Linked DNA regions of Capsicum annuum: region 1 is linked to region 2. A link is a contact called in public Hi-C data. All regions are on one chromosome and are shown on one strand. The core of a region is the stretch at or near the end of the contact, and the rest is flanking DNA. Distances in the headings are between cores, read along the strand shown. Region 1 holds the start of LOC107863775 (cationic amino acid transporter 8, vacuolar). Region 2 has its middle 23 kb from the start of LOC107863776.

Region 1 (5,412 bases), core at 537-3,036, 93 kb after region 2:
AATATAATTTTGATTAATATTATTATCGAAAATAAAAAATTATTTAAACAGAACCAACTGAACGGTCAGCCATATGTCCAAATACATTCTTGATAGTTGACTTCTCTATGGTAACCCCCTTTTTTTTTCCGGTGAAAAAATTATTTTCACGCACCCCAAATTTTGATTAAAAAATCAAACTCTTCCATCAACATTGAACAATAATTATACTCTCCCTTTATTCTATACAATATTCATTTTGTCTTTGTAATTTTAATTCTATATTTATGTAATATCTTTTTATATTATATGTAATGAATATTTCTTTAACATGGATATTTATAACATTTTATTTAAGTTTATTAACTTTATAAGCAAATTAATGTTTTTTTTAATTTATCACAAAATTCAATGTTATTTTTTAAGATCGTTATTTTAGTATTATATGTATTAAAGAGTCATTTGGTGTGAGGTATAATTATAATAATTCAGAGATGAAGTTCATGATTATTTATTCTGCATTTAATTAAGATGTATTAGGTAGTCTCAAAATTATTTATCGCACCATTTATACCACAGTGATGAGATAAGTTATCACACATACATGTTAGTACAACTTATTTTGTGATAACTAATTTCGGAATAACTTGTTTCCAAACAACCCACCCCTAAGTGTGTATATATACATATGTATGTACATGTATGTGCGTATATTTTCGTGTTTTATCACTCTCTTACTAAATTCGTTTCATATTACTTAACTTTTTATTGATATAACACAAGTCTTAAGAAAATTTTACTTAGAGGTATATTTTGCTAAATTAACCTTATTAATGATAATTTGAAACTTTAAATTTATCTATACTGTTACTTTATATAGTTATTTAACATTAAAGGGTAGAAAAAAACATAATACGATTTTCTTGATTTCACAAATTGAGCAGATAAATTAAAACATCTATTTTTAATATGAGAATCAAGTGATAAGAAATGATATTATCTATTGTCTATATCAGTAATAAGTTGTGATTATCATTAATAGAGGGCTACATATTTTATAATTTACATAAATAAATATAATCTTTAAAATTTAACCTTATTTTTATTCGAGAAAAACATCTAGTACCTCCGAACTATGATCAAATTTGCTACGACATAAGCCAACTTCACGGGGGTCCTATTACCCCTTAAACTAAATTTTAACGTATTTTTGTAAATCTTTTTAGCTAACGTAATACCTTTTGTCAATCATTTTAGATGGCGTGACACCTTTGATGTGAACTCCATTTTATATAATAAAGGTGCCACATTAGCACAAAAAAATGACAAAAATACGCTAAATTTGAGTTCAGGGGATTGTAGGATCCCTGTGAAGTTGGAGTGTGTCGTAACAACTTTGACCATAGTTCGGGGTGGTACTAGAGACTTATCGTTTTCATTTATTGTTTGTATTTTCTGCATTGAAATATATTTATAAAATTAGTATTACTTATTATTTTCACTTGTAAAATAAATATTATAGTTTTGGTTATTATTAATAAAACTAATTTTCTTATCATGTTAATTTACTTCATGAAGATTATCATTAGCTTATATATTAATTAGTATTTCTTACTTTTTTCTAGAAGATAATGTTTATGTTTTTATAAAAAACTTATTATATGATTTTTTTTAAAATGAAAATATGATGATTTTTAAAAAGTTAAAAAAATGAAAAAATCGATGATAAAAGGATAAAATAGAAATTTTTAAAAGTCAATTAGGATAAAAGAATTAGTATGGTTATTGTTTAAAATTGAGTAGAAAGTTTTTTCAGGACAAAGTTGGATTGGAAAAATGATTTTGATCCTTTTTGTTTTTTTTTTTCTTTGGTCTTGGTTATGGTAACCCCTAAAATCTAGGAAATCTAACAAGAAACAATTGATGCAATCAATACTCTCTTTACAACACTTCTGGAAAAAACATGACAATTTCAGGCCATTTTCAAGAACTCCAAACACCCTTAAATTCCTCCAAGAAAATTGTTGGAGGAATGACTACTCCTTGTACATCAACAACAATGAATTCGCCAAAAACCCATCAACCCCATAAGCCCTATTGGCGCTTTAGCAAGCAAGATTTCTTCCCTGAACCCTCTTTCAACAATTGGTCATCCTACAAGAATGCATTGTCCCATATCCCAACACGCCTCAAGAACCGTCTTTTTGCACGTTCAACAGAGACAAGTGAATTGGTTGAACTCAAGAAAGAATCAGAAAATGAAATGAAAAAATGTCTTACTTGTTGGGATCTTGTTTGGCTTGGCTTTGGTTCTGTCGTTGGTTCAGGTATTTGAAGTATTTCTTTTTTTTTCTTTTTGATGACGCTGGTATTTGTACTAGTACTCGTAGTGGTATGCTTGTAGTTGCTTGTTTTTGGAGTTTTTGCTCATGTTTGTTGTTTCGGGTAGATGGATTGCAGTACTCTGTCTGTTTCAATTTGATTGACATGTTTTGATTTGATAGGGAGTTTAAAAAAATAAAAAAACTATTAAATCTTGTGGTTCTAAGCATAAAAAGGAAAGGGACATTCTTTTTGAAATAGATTAACACTGAAAGTAGTCATATAAATTGAAATGAAGGGAGAATTAGTTTTGTGGTAGTTTTGTTTTGTTACTATCTATTGTTTTGTTATTATCTCTTGTTTCTTGTACCTCAATTACCTTTGTCTTGAGTCGGGGTTTATGGAAAACAGTCTCTCTACCTCACATTTGAGGTTGAGGTATGTATTGTGTACACTCTACCCTCCCCATACCCCACATTTGAGGTTGAGGTATGTATTGTGTACACTCTACCCTCCCCATACCCCACTTTGCAGGAGTATATTGGGTATGTTGTTGTTGTTGTTGCATGACCGTGGTCTTGGGCTAGCTTTCGCGCTTCTCAATTAATTCCACGGGATACCTGCTACCTCCACCAGCAATGCGGGTACCAGGTAACTATTCTGTCCACCAAGGCTATAACAGATGGAAAGAATCACCTACTGTTTTTTTTTTTTGTTTCAGGTATTTTCAGTATTACTGGTCAAGAAACTAGGAATAATGCTGGCCCTGCTATAATCCTTTCATATGCAATATCTGGTCTTTCTGCTTTGCTTTCTGTGTTCTGTTATACAGAATTTGCTGTTGATATTCCTATAGCTGGTGGATCTTTTTCGTTTCTGAGAGTTGAGTTGGGTGATTTTGTTGCGTTTATAGCTGCTGCAAATATTCTTTTGGAGGCTATTGTTGGTGCTGCAGGGTTAGGACGTTCATGGTCATCGTATTTTGCTAGTATTATAAAGAATGATCCTGATTTTTTGAGAATCAAGATTGTTTCTTTTGCTGAAGGGTTTAATTTGTTGGATCCATTAGCTCTTGTGATTCTTGCACTTGCAAATGGGTTTGCTATGACTGGGACAAGGAGAACGTCAATTTTGAATTGGCTAAGTTCTATAGTAAGTGCTGGTGTGATTGTTTTTATTATTGTTGTAGGGTTTATTCATGGGAAGACGTCGAATTTGGTGCCTTTTTTCCCTTTTGGTGCTGGAGGGGTATTTAGAGCTGCAGCAGTTGTGTATTGGTCATATACAGGTTTTGATATGGTTGCTAATATGGCCGAGGAAACTAAGAAGCCGTCGAGGGATATACCATTAGGTTTGGTTGGTTCAATGTCTATGATCTCGATTGTTTATTGTTTGATGGCGTTGGCGTTGACCATGATGGTTAAGTACACTGAAGTGGATGTTAATGCAGCCTATTCAGTTGCATTTGAGGGTATTGGTATGAATTGGGCTAAGTATTTGGTGGGGATTTGTGCACTTAAGGGAATGACTACGAGTATGCTTGTTGGGTCAATGGGACAATCTCGATACACAACTCAGATTGCAAGAGCACATATGATTCCCCCGTGGTTTGCTTTGGTTCACCCGAAAACTGGAACACCAATTTATGCTACTCTCTTGACAACTATAACTAGCTGCATTCTTGCGTTGTTCACGAGCTTGGATGTCTTGTCAAGTGTATTCTCATTTAGTACACTTACCATTTTCATGCTTATGGCTGTTGCATTGCTTGTTAGGCGATACTACGTTACAGATGTTACTCCGAAGTATGATTTGGCTAAATTCCTTCTGTGCTTATTCATTGTAATTGGTTCATCAATCGGGGCAACAGTTCTTTGGAGTACTAAAGAAAAAGGTTGGATTGGGTATACTGTGACTGGCGCTTTGTGGTTTTTGGGCACTTTAGGGATGGCGCTACTTCCAAAACAAAGACTTCCTAAAGTTTGGGGTGTACCTCTTGTGCCATGGGTACCATCATTGTCAATTGGGATGAATATATTCTTGATAGGTTCTTTGGGTGAAGCGGCATTTTATCGGTTCATTATATGCAGTGCTGTAATGCTGATTTACTATGTATTTGTTGGTGTCCATGCAACATATGATATAGCTCATCCCGAGAAACTGGATTCCATTATTGAAGAGGGAAAAGAAAATTCCAATCAAGTGTTGTAGTTGGTATGATTCTTTAGACTGCTCCATGAACTTTGCTCTTATTTGGTTTTAGATTCTAGGAGTTGAATGTATAGCAAATGAATGCAATGACATTGAATTGATATGGTTTGTCTTCCCCTAGTTTCCAACTTTTTTTATTATCAAGCGACCTTTATGTAAATAGTTTGGACAGAAATGATGCTTATTCTGTACAATACTCTACTATTGTCCAGCATAAGATGGGAATATATGCGAACGAAGAGGGTACCTTTTATGTGATGCTTATTTTGTACAATACTCTACTATTGTCCCTTTTATGTGATGCTTATTTTGTACAATACTCTACTATTGTCCAACATCAGATGGGGAATATATGCTTGTGTTCTGTTTTTTATAAAGAGGCAACTTTTAATGTCTTGTCATAAAATATCATTTTACCATGTATTTTCTGTGATCATATGGTAATAAAGTATGCATAGGTAGGATTTTATGGACAAGTCAGCAGCGCTTTCTATTTGGACCCTGTTGCTCTGTCTGAATTCAGGGCATAATAAGTTGACTACGGCGAACAATTTGAAATTTTACAACCATTTTGTAATATACCCTCTAAAATTGTCATCATTAAGAAGCAGAAGACCGGAGCATTTTGAATTGTGACGTGAGGGAATAAGTATGAGAAAGACAATGAAAGGACTCATGTCAAATCCTCCAGGTGCTTATCTATTTTGTTCGTGCATTTAGATTCTGACAATAAAAGGTCAGGATGCTAGGTGACCTAAAAGTGTCCAAAAATTCACTATTAACTTACGTAGTTCTTTGACGTCCCTTTTCACTCAATAAAATCTTCAATTAGTGAGTGCAGAATAATACTGTCCTTATCAAATTCTAATAACACAGCCATCCGTCAGAGGACAAGTGTTT
Region 2 (5,421 bases), core at 2,467-4,966:
CTTTTCTACTGCTAGTGCCCCTTACTTGAAACAGTCCAGTGATAAGCGTTATCAGGGTGGTGATAATTTGTTTAGCACAGGGTGCCCAGTATCAGGTGAGCCAAGGCCAGTTAATTTCTTCATGCCCTCCTTGTCGGTTCTGTGGTTGACCTCATTGGGGTTATTGCGATGAAGAAAGGGACAAATATTTTAAGTGTGGCCAGCCGGGTCATTAGCTCAGGGATTATCCGGTTAATAAAGTCTCTACGGGGGTGAACAAAGTTATTATGGCTTCATCTTCTGCTCTTATACTTGGTGGTGTTACATCTGCTTTTGTTACTGCTCCTGGTTCTAGTGTTGGTCGGAACAGGTTGTATGCTTTGGCATCCTGATAGGAATCCGAGGCATCGCCTAATGTCGTTACTGGTACGTTACAACTCTTTTCTCATGACGTATATTGTTTGCTTGATCCAGGATCCACTTTCTCTTATGTGACTTCTTATGTGGTTGTATCTTTTAGTTTTGATCCCAAAATGATTTAGAACTTTTTTCTATTTCTATCTAGTAGGTGACTCAGTTATTGTTAAAAGAGTCTATAGGGTATGTGTGGTATTTGTTGGTGACAAGCAGACCCTGATGGATTTATTTTTGAATTGGGAATGGTGGATTTTGATGTTATTTTGGGTATGGACTGGTTACACTCCTGTTACGCATCCTTAGCCTGTCGGACCCGAAAGGTTATCTTTAGGTTCCCTGGTGAGCCAATTATAGAATGGGAGGGTGATTTTCTACCTCATAGGGGAAAGTTTATGTCTTATCTTAGAGCTCATAGGTTAATTTCTAAAGGGTGTCTTTATTATTTGTTCCGCATTAAATATTCTAACTTGGAAAGTCTTTCTTTACAGTCAGTTCCAGTGGTTAATGAGTTTTCAGAGGTCTTTTCGGATGATCTTCCTGGTGTTACTCTGGATAGGTAAATAGAGTTTGATATTGATTTGCTTTCATACACTCGTCCAATATCTATTCGTCGTTATAGAATAGCTTCGACTTAGTTGAGGGAACTCAAAGGGCAACATAAGAATCGTCTGGACAAGGGATTTATTTGTCCTAGTATTTCTTCGTAGGGTGCACCGGTGTTGTTTGTACACAAGAAGGATGGTTCTCTTTGAATGTGCATTGACTACAGGCAGTTGAATAAGGTGACAATTAAGAACAAGTATTCTCTTCCAAGGATAGATAATCTGTTTGACCAGTTATAAAGTGCCAAGTTCTTTTGTAAGATAGATCTTCGGTTGGGGTACCATCAGCTTAAAATTAGGGAGGTGGATATCCCTAAGATGGATTTTCGTACTCAGTATGGGCATTTTGAATTCTTGGTGATGTTATTTGGATTGACTAATGCCATGGCGGGGTTTATGGATCTGATGAACAGAGTTTTCAGTCAGTATTTGGACCCCTTTGTCATTATGTTTATTGATGACATTTTGGTTTATTCGAACAGTGAGATGGATCATGATAATCACCTCCATGTGGTGTTGCAGACCTTAAAGGAACAACAGTTGTATGCCAATTTCTCTAAGTGTAAGATTTGGTAGAACGTTGTAACTTTTTAAGGTTATATTATTTCTAGCAAATGGATAAAGATGGATCCTTAGAAGGTTGTTGTGGTTAAAAGGTGGCCTAGACCTATGACTCCATCTAATATTAGAGCTTCTTGGGTTTAGCCGGGTATTATAGACGGTTTGTGGAAAGCTTTTCGTCGATAGCTGCTCTTTTGAGTAAGTTGACTTTGAAGAAGGTCAAGTTTTCCTGGTCGGATGCTTGTGGGGAGAGTTTTGAGAAGTTGAAGGATACGTTAACTTCAGCTCCAATTTTGACTTTGCCGGAAGGCAATGATGGGTTCGTAGTTTATTGTGATGTATCTCGGGTAGGTCTTGGTTGTGTTTTGATGCAGCATGGGAAGGTGATTGCCTATGCCTCTAGGCTGTTGAAGGTGCATGAGAAGAATTACCTTACTCATAATTTGGAGCTGTTGGTAGTTGTGTTTGGTTTGAAAATATGGAGGCATTATCTATATGGTGTTCACGTGGATATCTTTTCTAATCATAAGTCTACAATTGTGTTTACTCAGAAGGAGCTTAATCTCAGGCAGAGGAGATGACTTGAGCTTCTCAAGGACTATGATATGAGTCTTTACTACCACCCAGGTAAAGCTAACGTGGTTGCTGATGCTCTTAGCTGGTTGTTCATGGGGAGTTTGGGTCATGTGGGGGAAGGGAAACGGGAATTGGTAAGGATATTCACCGCTTGGCTAATCTTGGAGTTCGCCTCTTGGACTCCAAGGATGGTGGTGTGATGGTGCAAGAAGTGGTTCGATCGTATCTTGGTGTAGAGATTAAGGAACAATAAGTGCTAGATCTTGTTTTGATGAAAATCAAAAGTGATTTTGGTAGGCAAAATGTAGTGGTGTTTGAGATTAGTGGTGATGGTACTTCATGGTACCAAGGGAGGTTGTGCGTTTCTGATGTTGATGATTTGCGACAAAGGATTTTGGCTGAGGCATATGAGTTGCTATATGTTGTTCATCCAGCTTGACAAAGATGTATTATGATCTCAAGGAGATCTATTGGTGGAACGGTATGAAGAGGGATGTGGTTGATTTCATGGCCAAATGAATGGTGGGTTGTATCAAGAAATTGACTTGCCCGAATGGAAATGGGAGATGACCAATATGGATTTCATTACCGGTCTTCTTCGGTCTTGGAATCATTTTGATTTGATTTGGGTCATCATGGATAGGATTGTTGACACCTAATTTTTGTTCTCTACGACTAAGTTTAATTTTGAGTTTCTTTGATTTTAAATAAAATTACAACATTTATTTTATTCAAATAAAATATCTTCTAGGTAATTTTATTATTTTAAGTAGCGGTTATATATTCTCGTATTTGTATACCAGATCATATAATTTTATTACTTAAATAATTAATAGAAATTAAATTTTGATCAAGGGTTATCTTAAAAAATTAATTATAATGGGTCAAATTTTGATTTAGATATAATTTGTTATCAAAAATAATTTATTCGAAAAATATGTGTTCAATTTTATTAAATCAAGAAACTCAGGATTAAATTAGTTGATTCGTTTCAAATTTTGATTCGATTTAGTCAATTTATTAAATTTGATTGTAATTGAAATCAACTTGACCATAATTGCAATGTAATTGACCAATTGATTTTCAACATGGTTAAAATTCAAATAAAATTGACTAAGATTATAATATGTGACTATTTTTTAAATAACCTAAAATAACCTTCTTCTTTTTTCCGGGAAAAATTCAGAAATAATATACTTATCTCTTTAATTATGAGTTTCATAATTACATAATAGAGTAAGTTATATTTTGTATTTTTGCAAACTGTTGCTACAAAAATACAAATACATATGATTTTTACTGCCCTTATGATCGATATGTATTTTGTATTTTTGCAAACTATTGCTACAAAAATACAAATACATATGCTACAAAATGTAATTTGATAAAAGTGTTGTTATTTTTTGTAATTTAATACTTAAGTATACTACTTTATACATATACACTTTTTTTTTCTCTTTAAAGAAAGTTCTTTGGGCCAGCCACTCAGCCAGCCCAACACCAAATCAGCCCAGACCCGCCAGGCCCAGCAACCCAGTAGCCCATCACCCTTAACCTCAACAATAACAGCAACCCACCACCCTTAACAGCCCGACAAGCCTCAGCCCACACCACCGCTTGACCCGGCCTAAACCAATCCACCCCTTATATCCTTTACCCAACAACGACAAAATAGTAACAATATCAATGTTCCAACAGCTTCAAAACGGCAAATCCCATCAGCAAACACTCAACAACGTACAACAATTCAACAACGTTATCAACATCCATCAACAAACAGACAACAACCAAGTTATCGGCAACCCGAAAAATCCGACCCGACCAGCCCACTTTCAACGACAACAGCTGCAACAATAGCCACAATTTCAATGCTCAACAGTACAACAACGGTCCTCTTTTTACCCCTCCGATCTACCCCTAAAATAAGTCCCAATTCTCCTATAAACACCCATGTATGCAGAAGAAGGAGGGAGGGAGGACTTTTTGGGAAAAAATTGGAGATTTTGGAGGAGCGCTCCTCTAATCTCACGTAATCAAGAAGTTCTCTGTAGAATTCGTCTAAATCCGCTGCAATCGTCTAAATTTCCGCAAGAATGATTCAACACTGGAAAGTCCAAGTCGAGTTTTGGTGGTGAAAGTACTCGTGACAGACTCGATGTCCCATTTCGCTGCCCTAAAAGAGTTAAAACTTCTCGATGATTTAATTTTTTCGTGATTCCGCCCCGTCTTAGTTCTCGTAGTAGTAATTTAGTTTTCTTTTATTGGTGAGATTATTTGCTGTAGAGGCTCTGAAAGCCATAGGTTTCCTTTTTCACGATAGAATCATTGTTAACGTGTCGATGTCCTTGGTTTCACATTCCTCTGTTCTAGTTTCTTTTTATGTCAAAAATCATTGTTTCGTTTTAATGGTGTTGGTTAGCTTTTAATACTATATTTCTATGTTGTATTCATGATTTCCAGCTTTTTCCAAGTAATATTACTCTTTGTGTATTGAGACTTGCATTAACCTGCTCTTCTATTTTTAATCAGTCTGTACATGGCTTTTCTTTCAACAAAGGGACCTATTACTATGGCCAAAAGTGCATAGACAGTGGCATATATTTAGCTCGGTGGTTTAGGTTGAACCTTGTTTAAGTCATGATTAGTTATTTGAAGTTTTGTGAATTGCCTAATAATAGATAGTTGAGAGATCATGGTTCCTGATTTATTCCACAAAGAGCAAAATAGGATTGAGTTTGTGAAATCAAGGACTAATTTTCACCAATATTTGTTTCTTCAAGCTTCAACCATTTGTAAAGCTATTTTAGTTGGTTGATTTATCCATGTCATATGAATTACTTAGCTAAATACCTTTGACACAAACTTTTTTATGGTGTGTTTTTCCTTCATTTATCACATTATTGAGTAAATGGTTGTATGTATTTCTTCCCTTTTGAGTTATGTGTTAAGAACACTTGAATAGCTTCTAATTTTTGTTTTTCTCTCTTGTTTATGTGCTTCTTGGCGAGTCCAACTGGACTCCATCGCCCCTGCATTTCCTCGGGTTCAAAACCATCCTCACTCGACTCAAAAGTCTCCATCAAAATCTGTCCAGGGACTGGTATACATTCGTATACAGCAAATATACACCGAAATAGTTGCAGCTGTACACTATCATACATGTACATGAAAAAATGATGCCGAATATATTGATTTCCACACTGTTATATAGTGTATACATGGAGATATACATAAAAACTCAAAACAAACCTGGCTGGTATACATGTGGTATACACTGCAGAAAAAT

What was found. A called contact is a pair of places that touch in the nucleus more often than the background predicts.
Region 1: a Hi-C map of bud shows a contact between it and region 2, with 2.4 times the contacts expected there. The contact joins the promoter of LOC107863775 here to the enhancer-like site in region 2. A contact is called at or near these places in 4 of 5 Hi-C or Micro-C datasets (bud, leaf and placenta).

Annotation. Positions count from the first base shown.
Region 1 is chr3:64,290,166-64,295,577 of UCD10Xv1.1, forward strand. LOC107863775 (cationic amino acid transporter 8, vacuolar) reads left to right here and starts at 1,787. Exons shown (of 2, transcript XM_016709907.2): 1 at 1,787-2,306; 2 at 3,023-4,770. The coding sequence starts at 1,943. The coding sequence ends at 4,512.
Region 2 is chr3:64,195,570-64,200,990 of UCD10Xv1.1, forward strand. No RefSeq gene overlaps it. Among protein-coding and RNA genes, the nearest start is that of LOC107863776, 23 kb to the left of the region's middle. Within about 2 kb of position 3,717, at least 5 of the 5 cell types and tissues checked have an H3K27ac peak or open chromatin away from gene starts, as enhancers often do. A contact at or near this core is called in bud and leaf, where this site is marked.